2 separate regions of the Mus musculus genome follow, and region 1 is linked to region 2. The links are chromatin contacts, called in public Hi-C maps. All regions are on one chromosome and are shown on one strand. The core of a region is the stretch at or near the end of the contact, and the rest is flanking DNA. Distances in the headings are between cores, read along the strand shown.

The links. Hi-C and Micro-C count contacts between places; a contact is called where the count stands out from the background.
Region 1: a Hi-C map of cerebellum shows a contact between it and region 2, with 2.0 times the contacts expected there. The contact joins two enhancer-like sites. A contact is called at or near these places in 5 of 484 Hi-C or Micro-C datasets (cerebellar granule neurons, cerebellum and embryonic stem cells), 3 of 115 datasets of contacts at active chromatin or transcription factors (a beta-TC-6 cell line and embryonic stem cells) and 1 of 9 other capture datasets (embryonic stem cells).

Annotation. Positions count from the first base shown.
Region 1 is chr10:71,733,239-71,738,746 of GRCm38.p6, forward strand. No RefSeq gene overlaps it. Among named protein-coding and RNA genes, the nearest start is that of Gm34544, 71 kb to the left of the region's middle. Within about 2 kb of position 1,738, at least 4 of the 459 cell types and tissues checked have an H3K27ac peak or open chromatin away from gene starts, as enhancers often do. A contact at or near this core is called in cerebellum, where this site is marked.
Region 2 is chr10:71,475,341-71,481,184 of GRCm38.p6, forward strand. No RefSeq gene overlaps it. Among named protein-coding and RNA genes, the nearest start is that of Gm34486, 49 kb to the right of the region's middle. Within about 2 kb of position 1,646, at least 17 of the 459 cell types and tissues checked have an H3K27ac peak or open chromatin away from gene starts, as enhancers often do. A contact at or near this core is called in cerebellum, where this site is marked.

The sequences.
Region 1 (5,508 bases), core at 488-2,987, 260 kb after region 2:
GGTGCCTTTTTTTTTAAATCAGGTCCTTAAATGGAGACAAATGGGGTTTATGCAGCCCTTTCAGTAGATAGATGGATAGATAGATAAATAGATATAGAGAGGCTAGTAAAGCAAAGGAAGAAAGGAGAAAAGTGAGAAGGAAAGATGGAAGTGAAGCCTGAATGGTACCCAGCATCAACTGTTTTCTATCTTGTCCAGTGATGGCTCATGGTGCCATATGATGTCAGTGAGCTCACAGGTGATGACTGGCAGTTGCTACTTATGAATAACCCTCCCCCGCATCTCTCTACTCTGCTTCTCCTCTTTTAAAAAAGATTAATTTATTTTATTTATATGACTACATGATAGGTGTCTTCAGACACACCAGAAGAGGGCATCAGATCCCAGTTACAGATGATTGTGAGCCACCACGCAATGGCTAGGAATTGAACTCAGGTCCTCTAAAAGAGCGGCCAGTGCTCTTAACCACTGAACCACCTCTCCATCCCTGCTTCTGCTTTTGAACACAACAAAAAATTAAATTCTCAAAGTCAGGCTACACCTATGTTCTTTCTCTTTGGGAGGAAATGCGTACCTTTCCTCCTTGTCACTTAGCTCCGCTGAGTCAGGAGTTCTTCATTTAGTGACTGCAGGTCAATGGACAAGGCTTGAAGCATCCTTGACTCTGTCACGCAGCAGACAGGAGGCAGAAATACCTCAGGATGAGCATGGCACCAGCAAGGTCTCAACAGCTTGCCTCTCTTCACTGGCTGCCAAGTCGCCTTCTGGTTGAATGATCAACTTGGAGACCTGGGTAGAGCCATTATCCTTAGTAGCTTTCTTCCCTTCCTTTCTGTCAGCCCATTATCATTAGAAGAGGCAATCAATCCTGACAGGAATGCTGAGATGGGCATTCTGGCACTAGGAAATAATAGTTGCAGACACCATGCTGGGGCAGGTGCCAGGGAAACAACTTACCCTCTGAGGGGAACTTCTGTAGGATAACGGAACCTCCCAAATCACCCTGACTAAGTAGGAATTATGTATGTGACTATCATAAGAGAAGATGGGCATTTCCCTTTAGCATCTCATGTCTTTTTCTACACATTTACTGTATCACTATGTAAGTGTGTCATTTGTGACAGATTGTATTTCTGAATCATAAGCAAGGATTTAAGCTTTCTTTTTCATGCAAATCCATTTGTATCTTGTTCACTAACTTGACTTCTATCTTTTTAAAGGCAAGCTTAAATGCATTCTGGGAAGTGTATGAACAAATGAGCAAACAGGGAAAGAAGTCAATTTGCTGAGAATGTTAAATATGGTCAGTGACCAGATACTTATTATGGCACTGAGATTTAGGAAGACCAGAAAACAGTTTGATCCACCCATTCCATTCATATGCGAGTAAGAAAGATGTTCTAAGGGAGAGTCATTCTGGGAGTCTGGAGGGCACCTGGCCAGCTGACACCCAACCAGTTTAGCCGCTCTGTCCTGCTTCAGATAGGGCATGCAATGGTTAATGCTCAGTAGCTGCTCCTCCCCCTGCCCCCACCCTTTTTTTTTTTTTTTCTGAAGGAAAGAATCACCTTCAAGGTTCATTATCCTCATTACAGCATGGTCAATACCTACAGATCAAGGGCTTCCTACAAGCAACTTTTATTAGAAAAGAAAAAGTGCTTCTACACAGCCCTGGAGCCAAGCGGGTCCCCCACAGAGCTGCGAATGATCTGAGGGGACACTTGATTCTGTGCTCCTACCAGAACTGACCTCAACTGTTTCAGCTCTAGTCCCTGATGCCAGACCTTTCCTCTGCAGCTCTAGAGGCTGCATGTGCCCCCAGGATAGCTGTGCAAATGTACTTAGAACATTGTGAGAGTGTTTTGTGATTTTTCTTTTTAAAATATAACTCAATAGTGTGGTTTAGTGTGACCTTTGTAGACGACATTGCTTTCGTTGCAGTGTCAAAAGTTTGGACATGTTTACTTGATCCTATGCACAGCTTCCCTTCTTCTTTGGAATTCAAAGCCTAGATCTTTCTGACTAACTAGCTGTCTTTCTACCCCCCTGCCTCTTGTGGTGGAGACAAAGGGGAGGAGGGGCTGGGCTTCAAATGCTGATTTTAGTATTTAGTCCAGTTCTCTAGGCTGGTCTTCACTACTTTGTGTTTCATTCTCATTAAATCAAGAGTGAAACTACATCGAAAGATTGCTTAAGAAGTAGATAAAATGGAGACTGGAGAGATGGCTCTTTACGCTGCTAAGAGCACTGGCTGCTCTTCCAGAGGTCGGAGTTTGATTCCCAGTAATCTCATGGTGGCTCACAACTATCTATGATGGGGTGTGATGCCCTCTTCTGACACACAGGTGTACATGCAGATAGAACACTCATACATAAATAAAAATAAATCTAGAAAAAGTAGATAAATTTGTAGATGGTCTAAAATAGGTTGTAATTCTCTTAAAGTTCTAGATATATGAGAACAGTAGTTGAAATTTCCTCATATGAAAAAGGGTTCTTTTTTCACTTTCAGGGTGTATAATTATTATTTCATAATTAAAAAACACACAGCTTGGTTGGACACTTGCTAATGAGCAAATATGCTTGAAATGTATGTGTAGAATTCACACCCTGCTTCACATCCATTTAAGTAATAACTCTAGGCTTTGTGGAATGCCCAAGTTTATTCTTGTAGAATAAACTTGTCAACATGAGGTTTAAAACATCCTCTAAGAAGATTTGAACATGTCCTTCCTAGTAGTTGTTACAAGTACACAACGAAGTAAAAGACCTCATGTTAAGGGAACATTGTCACACTTCAGTTTTTGTTGTCTAAGGTAGAAACAGTCTGCATTTCATGGCCTGAACAACATCTTCAGACATCTTCAGATGTTAAATACTGAAAATCTGTAATAAGGAAATAATAATAACAACAATATACTACTACTACTACTACTACTACTACTACTACTACTACTACTACTACTACTAAACATAAGACTATGTCCTGTGGATAAAAGGGAATGTGAGTTGGTCAGAATAATGAAACTCTTAAGAAGATAAATTTGGGTCAATTTAAAGTCACTTGGTCCTCACAAAGGTTTGTTTGGAATCTAATCTAGCTCTGCCTAGACCTGCTGTAGATCCAGGGCTATGACTCTTGATCAAGTGATTTAAGAGCAGATGGGCCGCTCAGATGAGCTTCAGGATTTATTATCCAAAGAGAGGTCTGAGACTAATGGGAGAGAGATAGGCATTGCACTCATCTATCACCTTCCTTCACCCGGGGAATTAGAGTCATAAATGTGCATGTCATAGTGTCTCAGAAAGAACACCATGTCCCCAGTTTGTTGAGTCTGGGGGGACAATGGCCTGGGCTCAGGTCTCACTAATCACCACGAATCAGTGATTTTAAGTAGATTTTTTAGTTTTAGTTCCTGTCATTTCTCCAACAATCTATTTATTGGTATGGGTTGAACCTTGCCTCCCCCTTATTCATTCTTACATTAAACTAATCCCCACCATCCCAGATCAAAATTTGCAGGGTCTTTACAGACATGATCAAGTCAAGGTGAAGCTATTAAGGAAGAGCCTTAAGTTGGGGGAGAGACATGCCTTCAGAGGGCAAGGAATCTAGCCAGCCAGACAAGGGGAGAGACTGGAGCAGATCTGTCAATCAGCTCTCAAACCAATGTAGCCAGCACTCAGACCAGACATCATCTATAGACTATGAGTCCATCCGTGTCTGTCAGTTACGCTACTTTGTTTCTGGCTTCTCTAGGGAAGCCAGCTGGACTTGAAAGTATTACCTGTTTTCTTTTAAGGCTTACTTGTCTCCATGATAAGGTGGGGAGCTTTGAGCTGAGAATTTGGAGTAATCTGTGAGTTCTTAGATTTACGATGAGCTTTGAGCAAGTTGTCTCCCATGTCTGAATGAATGTCACTATCATGACCCTCAAGCTTGGTGCTGGAACTGAGTTAAAGGTGTGTAAAGCTTGTTGAAGCCTTTCTGGTTCATGATGCTCAATAATAGCAACTTCCCATTTGCAGAGGATATTGAATATTATAGATAAAGCACAGAACACTGCCTGGTATGGAGCATATGCCAAATACTTATTTACTATTTCATCATCGCTAATCATACTGGGTAGTTTGATATTAAAAAGACTAAAACTGTCTCATTTAAGATAAAGTTTATTTTATTTAAAATAAAATTTACTTTAAAATAAAATAAGGTGTCTCATTTAACATAAATAAAATCCAATATTTATAAAAGACCATAATGGAATGAGCTATCTTGACAGTTTTCCTCAGTGACATACTCTTTCTGTCAGGGTTAAGAAAAATATTCCACACAATGTTTTCTTGTCTTTGAGCTCATTCACGTTCATGTTTTTGTTTCTAAGTATTTCTTTAAACAAACTTGTCATGTTTTTACATTCTATTAGAACTTTCTAGAAGTACTCTTGTACTTTTAAAATGTCTTCAAAATTGTAATACAGAGAAATAGTTGGTTTCCTTTGCTTTTTTTTTTTAATTTTTCACCGACTTATAAAAGAAAAAGTCTCTTTCCCCAAAAGTAATATGAAAATTGAAAATATCCTCGCCTACACTTACAGGATGTCTGGTGAAATTAAAATATCACGACTTTCATGATTCATTAAAATGATAGTCTCTTTAATCAAGACAAAATAATTCTCAGTGACTTGAGGTATCAGAAGAGACCTGACATGTAAGCTGTTTCAGAAGCAACTGAAGAATACTGCTTTTGGTAGTTGAAAGAAATTCTTTCAATAATTCTCACTTTTGTTCGTTAAGGAATTTTGGGTCTGGAGAGATGGCTCAATGGTTAAAAGCACTTGGCTGCTTTTGCAGAGGAATTGGGTTCCATTCCCAGCAGCAAGAGTGGGCTTCCCACACAGGTCTCCAGTTGCAAGGGACCTGACACCCTTTTCTGGCCTTCATGAAGTCACATCTGTACACTCAGGCACACAAGTGTACATAAAATAAAGAAGTCCTTTCTAATGAAAATTATAATCTAAGATGTCCCTAGTTCAAACTGTAGGAAGTGGGCTGTGGTATATAGTCAGTGGGTGCTCAAGTGGATCATAGATGCCACTCTCAAACACAATGGAGAAGAGCGGCTGCCCCTCCTTCCATTTCCTGCTTATGTAAACAGTGCGTGCTGTGAGCAGACTGGAAAGCCGCCTAGGGGGTGAAAAAAGAGCCAATTGTTTTCTGGTTCATTTGACTGTGTACTGATCTTATTATTTTAAACAAAGAGCTATAATCAGACAGGGTCACAGACTTAGTAGCTTTGAGTCACTCAGGGTCAGCATAGGTTGAGGGGTTGTGTGTTTCACTCAGCATAGAACACCAAGGAAAAGGAGCCGTTACCAACCATGAGTGAAATACAGCCCTGGCTAGCATTGTGGCTTTGAACAACAGGAATTAACCATCCCCAAGCTGCATTCTGGCAGGGAGGGCTTTGGGATAATGCCTTCACATATTTGTCTTTCTATTTTCTGA
Region 2 (5,844 bases), core at 396-2,895:
TCCCTGCTTACCTGTCTTTGGGTCCCACCACCCTGCCAAAGGCTACTGTCTTTGTTTTTTTCTTAGACACTTTCATGTAAAATTCAGTTGTTTAAATATGCTGTCCTTCTGGAACTTTTGGCAATGTAGCCACTGCTAAGGAAGAATATTACTGGGCTGGTACAGGTAGTCTTGCTCGATTTGTGTTGTGAATAATGACATTACCTGTGCATCACAGAGCAATTGTTATACACGGCAATCAGAATATCCATTCTGCTGATTTCTTTTTGGTGGTGCTGGGGTTAGACCCCAGGGCCTTGAGCATACTAGGCAAGTACTCCGCCTTAGAGCTATATCCCCAGCCTACTTTTTCTCTGCCCCCTCTTTTTTGGCAATACTGTTTCATGTAGCACAGCCTGTCTTGCCAAACCACTAGTTAAATCTAGCTTAGAACTCCTGATCATCCTATCTCAGCCCTCTGAGAGTCAGGAAGTCAGGGATGAGCCACCATACTTGTTCCATTATGCTTTAAATCTCTTCTGGTCTAACCTCATCTAATATGACGGCTTGTGGGTTAGGGACTATTAGCATCCCCACTTTACAGATAAAAACACCGAGGGCCAGAGAAGCCCCAAGGTCACCTAGGAGCATAGAAGTAAAACAGAGATCAAAACTCCTAGACTTTGGCACCCAGATGTGGTTGTTTCCAGTCCAGCGAGTGCCAACCCCGTTGTCTGTGGTTACAGTGAGGACCCCACACAGGCTCCACCTCAGTTTACCCTTCATGTCTGTATAACTTGCCAGGATCACACCTCCTATGATCTTCTCTGTTGCTGAGGCCGATCCATTAGGTCTTCACCTGCGAGTGAGACTCAAGTGCAAACAGCGCTTCCATGATTCCGAGCACCGACCAGTCTCATTGGAACGAGCAGTTGTCTTTTCTTGCTAGGAGCCTAACAGATTGACTCACAGACAGCCAGTTGTTGCAGAGTCCATTTATTGATAGGCTTGACTGATGATAGCCAAGGGCTTATTTCCTTCATAATAAAGAAACGAGGAAGCCAAGGATCTCTAAAGCATTTTCCTGTGTAGACAAGGGGGCTTTTTTAACAGTTACAATGCTGGTTAGTACAGGATTTCTTTTCTGTGACTTGCAGTAGTTCACAAGTAGTGGCCTACAAATTAAGCATTGATACAGAAGTAGAGAGGACGAACAGGGTGTTGTATGTCTTGACTCCATCTCCTGGGGACCCAGAGTTTGAATGACCCTGGCATTCCATGGCAGATGCTGCCAAACCCCAGAGCTTTTGCTCAGCCTGGAGCAGATCCACTGTGTAGGCTGGTCTGGCCTTTCATGAAAGGGCCTGGCTCAAAGAAACAAAGTATTTTAGAGTTTGCAGAAAGGAAGCTTGCCATCACAGAGCTATCTGCAGGACTCATAATGAGCCTCCTCCCTGCCGAGAGTTGTTCAAATATTGCCGGGATTCCGAGGAGCCTCAGCATGGCCTGGCAATGGTCTTCCCCACTGAGATTTTGGCGATGGATATTAGCACCATTTGGCACAGTTCAGAGAGCGGTTGGAAGAGCAGATTGCCTTGGTCTAGTGAAGGATTTTCTTTCCAACCAGTCTAGAGTGCTCTGCTCCATAGCGCTGGGTCCCATCCGTCCCTTTTCCATGACAACCTTTGAAACCCTAGAAAGCAGGCCCTGTGTCTTGTTTATCTCTTTGTTCTCAGTGCCAACCAGATTTGCTGGCACAAAGTCGACACTGAGGTAATGTTTGTTTGGAAAAAAAAAAGTGCAAACATAGTTTTCCCACGGAGGAGGCTTGAGACATCAGATTTTCTTAATCTCAATGGATTTGGCCAAGGGACTGGGCACATTTCCTGGGTTTAGACTAAATATAAAATGTAAAAATAGGAGTTTTTCTGGCTCAAAAAGCTCCTTAAGAACATCCAGGGGCCTACTTGATTTGAGATAATAATATGGTATCCTGCTGGTGGCAGTTGGAGGGGCCTTGGAGCATCTGCTCCTCTGGCAGATCCTGGGTCGGTCCTCAGAACTGGGATTCAGGGCAGATAGATAAGCTGATCACAGGCTACTTTCATCTCAGAGCCGGTGTTTTCTTTGATCTCCCCAGCTGGTTGGAGAAACTGAGACAGTGTGGCAACTTCTGAGAAACGTCTTGTTTACTCACCGAGAGATTTTGATATTCACAGTAGAGGAATAGAGGTGGGCTCTGCCACAGGCTAGGTGGGGTATTGATGTCCAATTGTAGATACAATGTCTGTTCTCAGGTCTCCTAGCCTCAGTGGTACTGCAGCGGCACACTGTCATTCCTTCCCAGAGGAGACTCCCGGTGATGGTGGGGACAGAAGCCAGGTCCCTGTCCTCATTGAGACAGTTCTGAAGGCCTGTCTACTCTGGAGCTTCCTAAAGAAACTTGTTTCTCTGTCACAAGTGTACTTCAGGTCAGAGTTATGTCTGCCCTGTCTTGCTCCACTTTCCAGGGCAGCAGCTATTCCTCTTTAAAGCAACGCTTGCCATCCTGGAGGAGTCAGGACCGCAGGGACTACTTCAGCAGGGGTGAGCAGGATGACGGCCCCCTTCCCATTTCGTGATTGATTATTCATAGACATGGTTTTGGGAGGCTCGACTGTAGACAGTCACAGCTGCTATGAGCACTCGGCTGTGCCATGCCCGGAAGCCAGCATTTCCAAGCCTCTCTCCCGATCTTTCTGTTCCCACATCGGCTCTTCTCTTTATGTGGTGGTATAGAGCGGTGGGGCTCAGCCCTCGCTTGTTTGCGGCACCTGAGCAGCTGCGTGGCCTCTTCACCCAGCATTGCGCATTGCAAAGAAAAGCTTTTCTGATTAAGGTTGTGAGCACCATTCATCTGTGGGGATGGACATTAACTATTCAGACAACATCTCGGCACCACAAGTCAGCTAAACGACAGCGTTAAGTTCACTCCTGGGGCCTCCTCGGCGATAGGCTTTTGATAAGGTTGATTTCACAGATTTCTATCACATCATAAAATCTGTCTTCCTTATCTTCCATTTTTCTGGCTACCAAGCTGATTTGGTTTCCGACCCTCCCCGCCACCTTGTGAGCTCTGTGATGGCTTTACTTTGAAATATGGCGTCTATTGCCTTCAAGTACCAACCAAAAAACTGGATGGTTATTCAGTGTGGTAAAGGTGGACCTCGGATTGGCATGCGTTAACCTTTCTAAATATAGAACATTTACAGATCAAGAAACAAAGCCTAAGGAAGTTATGCTTGCCAGATGCACTCAGGCAGCGAGTGGCAGAGAGCTACACCAGGCAATTTGGATGTGCAGCCTGTGCTGTTATGTTAAGTACTGACTGCTCTGTCACCCTTTGCAAATGAGCAGGCACCCTTGAGCAATGTGGAGTCCAGCAGGGGAGGGGGAGGGGGAGAAGCTAATTAAGTAACTGAAAGGTGAGATAAGAAGACATGCATATCAAGAGAAGCCTACATTGAATAAAAAGAGAAAAATACTACATGAGCTCTGGGGACTAAAAGACGCTGTCATGAAGAAACACATTTTGGAGATTGGATAGGAAGCTGGGCGACTCTGGCTTGTCTATAACATCGACGACACGCTGGAGGCCGAGGCAGGAGGATTTAGAGTTTGGTTCTAGCTACGTAATGAGACTCTGGGCTACATAGTGAGACTGTGTCTCAGAAATGAAACTAAACCAAACAGGGAGAGAATGGCAGGAGAAGATCCCTGGCTATGGCATGCAGATGGCATTGGGTGGGAGCTTGGGTGTCTCTGTGGACCCAGTGGGAGAGATGGGGGGGGGTGTTGGGGTTGGGGTGGCGGGGAGCAGGGGCGGTGGGTGATGGGAACGGGGAGGTGTCAGCTTTACTGTGATCTTGGGTGTCAGGACGACCATTCTCTCTCACTTGAAGGGTCACGGGAGGGGCGGTTAGTGATGGGGACAGGGTTCAGAAGAGACATAGTTGATACTGTAGAGACAGTGATAGCGTCAGGCTGCCAGAAAGCAGCAGCAGCTGCAGGAGAGGAAGACTGGACCCTGTGGGTGACCAGGAGACAGAGTCATTGGAATAGGGCAGGGGTGGTCCTCTTTCTTCTTCTCTTTTAACACGATGGTAAGATATGTGCAACTGGGACTCCCTTTCGGATGAAGCTGATATTTACTGAGCACTTATGGTCTAAGTAGAACATAAAGGATATGCTATTCTATATAACTTAGTTGTATAATTATATAACATTAATAATATGATATATTATATAAATTATATAATATATAAAATTATATTATTATATTATGGATGAAGCTGATATTAATTGGGCACTTATGCTCTAAGTAGAACATAAAGCATGTACTATATAATTTAATACTGGTTATATAATTATACAATTATATAATTTATATACATATATAAATTATATTATTATATTATGTATTAAGCTGATGTTTATTGAGCACTTACTTTCTAACTAAAACATATACTATATAATTTAATTATATAATTATATAACGTTTATATAATTATATTATCTCTGTATATAAATTATATTATAGATGACCCTGATACTTATTGAGCCCTTATGCTCTAACTAGAACGTAAAGCATATACTTTAATTATATAATTACACCCTAAATACCCAAGAAATCCCCAACTGTTTAAGTTCACCATGCCTGCAGATTCTCTGACAACCTAATTGCCCGCTTTGCTCAAGGGAAAGAACACCTGGCTGGTTTTTCAGCTAAACTAAGCCCTGCGGACTGGAGACTGTCACTTCCACTTCCAGACACTAGGTGGCACTCTGGGTGCATGCAACGTTATTCCCGTCTCGCCCGTCTCTCAGGCTGAAACTTTGGGAGAAAGCTGGATTCTAAAATGGGTTGAATCTTCCATGCTGCCATGCCACTTCTGTGGTCCTGCTTTGTCTCATCCTATCCCCTCTTTGATGCTCACCTTGTCTCTATTTGCTCTCATGATTATTTTACGTGAATCATAGACACAAGGGCTGTGGGGAAAATGACAGGTCATTGTATTCAGACCTCTGTAGCTAGTGGATGTTATTGCCAGGCACTTATATTACTCCCTTTAGAATTATGTTTAATCTCCTTTGGAATGTCTTATTGATGCTTCTTCAATGACCTCTTTGATAGCTATTCCATTGTTGAATTGTTCTTGCTTTTAGGACACTTTCTCTTATAAGTAATTTAAACATGCCCTCCTTATTTCCTGTAATACATTCTGAGTCATCTTCAAATGATTCTTCACTCTATAGTGTATTACCCCATTCTTCGCAGAAAAAGACTACATGCCACAGGAGGCAAGCCCTCCTTTTAGTATGTTGGATATTCAGAAAAAATCTAACAGTTGTGTGTCAATTCCTCATCTACGAAAAGAATATTTAAAATTATTTTCATTATAATATCCTGTGATCAATTATGCCTATATGTTTATTAAGTAATGCATATATGAGTGTATGTTTCAATTTATAATCAAGGGAAACTTTAAAGTTTTTGTGCTTATATCTATTGTTTTTAGATTTTATTCATGTAAAATAATAAACTATTTTAGAATGGGAAAAAAAAAATAAAATGGGTTGAGATGACCAGATTCTGCTTAAAACACTTCAAACGTGTATTTTTTGGGGGGTGGGGAGGGTGGGAAACAAATTATAGCTCGGAAAAATAAATTGGAAAGATTTCTGGACTTTTCTAATAAAAACCGCTCCAGCGTTTCTGATGTTCGAGAATGGAGAACCAGCCGGCGGGCACAAGCTTGCCACCCCAGCTACAGGAGGCAAGAGGACAGAAAGCTCAAGGCCCACCTGGTTTGCAGAGCCAGTTGA